Linked DNA regions of Sus scrofa: region 1 is linked to region 2. A link is a contact called in public Hi-C data. All regions are on one chromosome and are shown on one strand. Each heading gives the region's core, a stretch centred on a gene start, on an enhancer-like site or on the middle of the called end of the contact. The rest is flanking DNA. Distances are from core to core; before and after follow the strand shown. Region 1 has its middle 320 kb from the start of DUSP6. Region 2 holds the start of POC1B (POC1 centriolar protein homolog B).

The links. A called contact is a pair of places that touch in the nucleus more often than the background predicts.
Region 1: a contact with region 2 is called in a Hi-C map of liver, with 2.9 times the contacts expected there. The contact joins the enhancer-like site here to the promoter of POC1B in region 2. A contact is called at or near these places in 9 of 47 Hi-C or Micro-C datasets (alveolar macrophages, embryonic fibroblasts, heart right ventricle and 4 more) and 2 of 2 datasets of contacts at active chromatin or transcription factors (alveolar macrophages and skeletal muscle).

Annotation. Positions count from the first base shown.
Region 1 is chr5:93,619,482-93,622,494 of Sscrofa11.1, forward strand. No RefSeq gene overlaps it. Among named protein-coding and RNA genes, the nearest start is that of DUSP6, 320 kb to the left of the region's middle. Within about 2 kb of position 1,755, at least 18 of the 83 cell types and tissues checked have an H3K27ac peak or open chromatin away from gene starts, as enhancers often do. A contact at or near this core is called in embryonic fibroblasts, liver and retroperitoneal adipose tissue, where this site is marked.
Region 2 is chr5:93,130,432-93,133,596 of Sscrofa11.1, forward strand. POC1B (POC1 centriolar protein homolog B) reads left to right here and starts at 1,587. Exons shown (of 12, transcript XM_021092774.1): 1 at 1,587-1,819; 2 at 2,486-2,570. The coding sequence starts at 1,805. GALNT4 (polypeptide N-acetylgalactosaminyltransferase 4) reads left to right here and starts at 2,577. Exons shown (of 1, transcript XM_003360733.5): 1 at 2,577-3,165. The coding sequence starts at 3,152.

The sequences.
Region 1 (3,013 bases), core at 505-3,004, 490 kb after region 2:
GCTCCTTAGAAAATTAAATATAGAACTTCCATATGATCTAGCAATCCCATTCCTGGGTATATATCTGGACAGATCTATAATTCAAAAAGATACATGCAACCCTATGTTCATGGCAGCCTCATCTCCTGAATCCACCCTCCTCACTCCAGGAGAAACAGTCACCCTACTAAGTATCAGGTTCTGTTCCAACAGCTTTACATGCATTTTTTCAGTTTGCTAAATCATTATGCTTTTTCGCACTTCTGTATGTGTGACCAGGGTTTTCCCTCCACCCGGAATTCCCTTCCTGCTCTGGCTAGCAAATTACATCTCATCCTTCAAATCTCAGCCAAAAAATCTCCTCCTCTGAGAAGCCGTCCTTACTTCCCCAGAAAGAGCTAATCACTTCCTCACTTCTGCTCTGACTATAATGCACACACTCAATTCATCTCAATTCTACTTGTCTAATGAGGTTTTAGTACATGCCAGGCACTGTCCTAGGTCCGATCATAAAATGATTCAAGTCCTGGTTACCATCCTTATTCAATTCACAAGCTGGTGGAGTAGACAGATAAACAATGGAATAATACTATGCATCGTGTGATAAGTGCTGGGAGATTTATTATCACTATACATAATATTATTCCATCATTAGAGAATTGCTGAGTAGAACTGAGTTAAAGATAAAAATTTTATATTTATCAGCATCTATCAGTAACTTCTGTAATGGCTCGAATGGTGATCCCTCCCCAAAGATAAATCCACGACTTAATCCCCAAGACATTTGAACATTATCTTACATGGCAAGAGTTAACATTAACCTGCATGAATCTTGACAGGAGGAGCTTAGCTTACCCAGGATTGTCAGGGAGTGCCCTGGATGCAATCACATATGTTCTGATAAGTGAAGAGGGATATAAAGAAAAGAGGCAGCAATTGAAGAGATGCATCCATAAGCCAAGTGCATCCGGATTCATCTTAGAGGCTGGCAAAGGTAAGCTCCCTAGAAGGGAGTGTGGCCCTGCAGACACCTTCATTTTGGACTTTTGGCCTCTAGAACTGTGAAAGAATAGACATCTATTGTTTTAAGTCATTCAATTTGTGATAAGCAGCACCAGGAAACTAATATAATATCTTGAGGAAGTTTTTTTCCAAAATATGTTCCCTTGAAATTGAAAGTACTTTGATGCAATTAATAATATAGAGAGCAATGTAAAAAGTTTTATAAGGTTTTTTCCTGAAAGATTAGTTTTATTTATTTATTTTTTTTCAGATCCTCTAGTGGGCAAAGGTGTATTGTGGATTTCAAAGATAGCTGCCTACCTATCCGGTAGCATTTCTCAAGATCTTTTATCACAGGATCTTTTTTTCCATGGACTGTATGTTAACATCTTTCCATAGATGTTAATGTTCTATAGAACAACGTTTTGAGCCCATGAGACTTAAGGCCTTTCTGTAAAGAAATATAAGTGAGGTTATTTGAAGACTTATAGAGGACATTGTCCCTGCAACATGCACACAGGAAACCACCATGGGCCAGAATGAAATCCTTCTGCAAATATCTAATGTTTACTTGGCACAGCTTCTCTTGGGTCTAGCTTTGTAAAATCTTCCTCAGGGTTTGTTTTGCTGGTTGCCATGGAGCCAATTCACTTCTAAAGGCAACTCGGGGCCAGACTTGAGGAAACAATTGAGGAATTAAGTGACTGTGCTTGGTCTCCAGAGACAGAAGGGAACTGCCAGACCAACTTGCAATTTGGAACATTAACGTTCATTTTTGATGTGCTCCTCCTCCTTCTGTTATTATTCTTTCTGTTTCAGCCTCCTGGACTCTGTCTTTCCCAATGTAAGTCAGAGCTCAATGTATCATGATGCAGTTTGGTTTGGTCTGATTGTGTAAGAGAGTTATAGTTACCGAGTTTGTTTAGGTAAACCTGTCATCATTCATGCCTGAGGCAGGGTGAGGGGAACTCAGGAAGCCAAACACTTAGGTCTCATATGGATTAAACCTGACTGATAAAGAAGTTCTGAGGTGGAGTTTGAGAGGAGGGTTATTTAAAATGTGAGAGACACCAACATCAAATGCTTTCACAGACATGTGGAATCTGAAAAAAGGACAGACGGAACTTCTTTGCAGAACAGATGCTGACTCACAGACATTGAAAAACTTATGGTCTCCGGAGGAGACAGGTTGGGGGGTAGGGGGAATGTGCCTGGGCTGTGGGATGGAAATCCTGTGAAATGAGATTGTTATGATCATTATACAACTACAGATGTGATCAATTCATTTGAGTAATTAAAAAAAATGGAAAAAAAATAAAATGTGAAAGTGTAAGATAGAAGCATATAGATTTGCAGGGTCTGGTTGAGTGGGGTTTAGAAAGTTTTGCAAACCTTAGGTGATATGCAGGAATACAGTCTATGGCCTGACCTCCTGGACATCTTTAGGTGTAACAAGAAAACTGTTCATAGTAATTAGGCAACTTTAGCAGAATAAGGCTAAAAATGGTAAGAGCAGAAACCTAGAAAACACTAGAGATATTATTTTTACCAATAATTCAACTGGAAGGATTGATCATGAACCTGTGGCTACAAAAGTTTACTTTTCCTTTTAAAACCAGAATTACATTATTTCAAACCTTTCTTAAATATTTCAAGATCGCTTGTGTTAGGTTAGGGCCACTCAGAGTTCTCAGTATTTCTGAGCACCCCACATGGGTGTCTCTCATGAGCCCACAAGTAAATTGGTCAGCGGCAGTCACCTCATTTGCCTTTTCAGTTCTTCCTCTTCCGATCTGGCTCCCATTTGTTCACATCTCCTGCCTATGAAGTTGAGTGGAGGTGACTTTTAAAACGGCTATACCTTGATGTGCCAAAAATTTCCTGTTTGATATTCCCAAGGACATCAACACATGCAAATAGACCCTGGGGGTAAGGTAAGGAAGGCAGGGAAAGGGAGAGTAAGGAAGAAACGAAGATGCTGTACATATGTGCTGTGCCTGGGCGGTAGCTCTACCAGCCCTAAATGACCGCT
Region 2 (3,165 bases), core at 337-2,836:
ATTTGACCCCTAGCCTGGTGTGGCAAAAAAAAAAAAAAAAAAAAAAATCCAACTGCAGCAGCTCAGGTCGCTGTGGAGGTGTGGATTCCACCCCTGGTCCAGTGCAGTGCGTTGAAAGATCTGGCATTGCCACAACTGAGGCTCAGATTCAATTCCTGGCCCTGGAACTTGCATAGGCTGCAGGTGTGGCCATAAAAAAGAAAAAAAAAAAAAAACTACTTAGAAGGGTACCTGTGTGGTGAGCATATCATAGCAGGTGATAAGTTTTTTAAAAGTCAATTTTCAGGTGACAGGGCACTATGTAATTCTTTTTTCTTCTCTTCAGCTGAAAACATTTTTTTTTTTTTTGATAATTGGAGAAAAGGTTTAAATATTTTAACTGACAGAGGACACGTCGCCTAGACTAGAGCGATGTTTCTCATTGTACACAGCTGAGATTCTCATGACAATCACCTAAGGGGCTTATTGCATCTGCAGGGCTCTTGATCCCACCCCATATTCATGTATTTCTCAGGGCCAAATATACAGGAGATATTCAACTTACGTATACTTAAACTAATACTGTAGTCTAAAGCTATTTCCTGTTTGCTTAATTGGTGTATACGGTATTCACTGAAAATAATCCTGTCACTGGAAAAATAGAGATCCTGTAATTCTAGTGTGTATTACATCTTTCATTTGCATAGAGCGCTATCTTACCAGCTGCGGTCTATTACATGGTCTCAAGCTGCCAAGAATCTTTTAATGTAGTTTTCAGCTGAGTCCGTCACGCTTTCAGGCAGGGTAGAAAAGGATATGGATTTGGAACTAGAAGTGCTGCCTTTGTGTGATCTTTGACAATTCTATGTAAAAACATTTAAGAAAATATTTAATCATCTAGTTTATAAGTTGTAAACGTCGGTTACATTTTGTAACTCTCAATTCGTGGTGTCGCTGACGCTCAAATGATACTATGTGTAAGAAAGCCTACTGTAGAGATAGCTGTGGTTACTATGTGAAATGGTTATAGTTACTATAGTTACAATAATTTAAACAAAACAAAAAATGATTCTCAGTCTTCCTAAAGGCTTTAAATATGCTCCTGTTTCAATTTACTGCTCTAAAGCACACGCGCAAAGGAGCAGATTGGGATAGAAACACACAGCAGAAAAATATTAGGTGTAAGAACATTCATTCATTCATTCACGTTTATCGCAGCATTTACATTTATATTATGCCAGACATTGTGTGAAAAGTAATGATGAAGTAAATTCAAATCTATCCTTCAAAGTTTTAGTTCCTTTGCCTATACTAATAAATAGCAAGCTGGCCCATTTAGGATCAAACTCCCTCCCGCGTCCTAACAAGCTGAAATTCGCGCGCGCTGTCTCTTTAACTTGTAATAGAACGCTGATTGCATCGATCACAGGCTCATTCCTCTTTCCCACCCTTGGGTTTCCTTTCCATCCCAGTTACTACTCTCCTTCCAGCGTCCAGCCGCGGGGAGCGCAGGTGTTAGTGAACGTTGGCTTTGTAGTGTGGGGGCACCTGACACCCCCCTCCCCCGGGGCGGGGGGAAAGGGGCGGGGCGTCCCGCCTGCCCGCTGGCGGAGGCCCAACTCTACCGCGCCGGCGGAGCCTCGGAGCTCGACTGGCCAAGCCTGGAGCGCGGGGTTTGACTGGGCCGCCGTTGTTGTAGTGACCGGGAGGCGCTGCCGCTCGAGGCAGACGGTTCCGGGCGCCGCACGGTCCCCCTTCCCACCCCATCCCCTCCCTTCCCCCGGTTCCCCCCGCGGGCCGGAGCCGGGAACCGACCACTCCCCCCATGGCCTCCGCCCCGGTAAGGACGGGCTGGGGTGCACCTCCCCGGAGCCGGTCCTGCGGGCTGGGGGGCCGGGTCAGGACCGCGCCCGCACCTGGCGGGAGATGGAGGCAGGTGTCCTCCGCCGGCTCCCGAGCCGCTAGCCTCTTGCCCCCGGCTCCAGGGCGCCCGCGACTCAACCTCCGCCGCTGGCGCACCCGGCGCGCAGAGCCCTGGCCGGACTCCCGGGCGCTCCCCCCCGAGTCCCGGCGCTCAGACGGCCCGGGCAGCCCCACGGCCCCCAGAATTCTCTGAGGGTTTCCGTGGAGCGCCTGCGTCAGAATCACCTGGGAGGTTTTTCTAAAGCACCGAAGCCCGGGCCCCGCCTCGCACCTGCGGCTGCGTGCCGGCGGGAGGGGCCCCGGAACGTGCATTCCCGCGGCGCTGCCCGGGTGGTCTCCAGCGCGCGCTCGGTCCTGGGAGCGCGAGCGGAGGATTTCGCCGGTTCTGCGCGGAAGCTGGAGCTCGGCCCACCCGCGTTGGGGTAGCCTCGTGGGGCCGCGCGGGGCGCTCCTGCTCCGCACCCCCGCCGCAGATGTGGCCGGGCCCGGGCCGGCCCGCGGGGGAGGGGACAGCGTTGATCCCCGACCCTCCCCAAGGCAAGGTCTGCACCTGCTTTCAAAATCTGCCAACTTCCCTTCCCAGGAGGACCCCGTTCTGGAGCGTTATTTTAAAGGCCATAAAGCCGCGATCACTTCCGTGGACTTTAGTCCCAACGGCAAACAACTTGGTAAGTTTTACTCTGTTTTTCTCTTTTTTGTGATGAGACGCTCAAGCGGTTGGTACCCTTGCCTCCTGTCCACGCTTGGCCCCCAGGAGGACCTTTGAGGACCCATGGTGGAGGTGGTGTTGAGAGCGGCCCCAGACGCAGTGGGAGCCAGAATGGGCCGGAACCGGGGCCACCTCGGTCCTCTCGGCCCCGGCCCCCAGCCCTCCCCGCGGCGTCGCCTCTAGGCCTGGGCCTGGCCGACGACTTTCGCGAACCAACCACCAGGAGGAGTAAGTGGGAAGGGGAGGGGTTTATCCTCGGCCCTGGGAGGGTGGGGTGTTGGCTGGAGAGTTTGTGAAAAGTTGTGAGACTAGCAGGAGGAAGTGGGGAGAGAGGAGCTGGGGCTGCATCGGAGGCCGACCACCGGGAGGTCCCAGGTGACTCCCGGGAAGCCCCCGTGGCTGGAAGGGAGTCGAGCGTCTACGTGCACGGAGGGACCTGCTCGGAAGTTCGCTGCCACCTGAGACGGGAACTCAAGCTTCTTCGGGTCCGAAGCCTTTCTCCTGCGTGGTGACTCTGGTGGCTGCGTCCGTGCCCCAGCCATGAGGATCCGGAT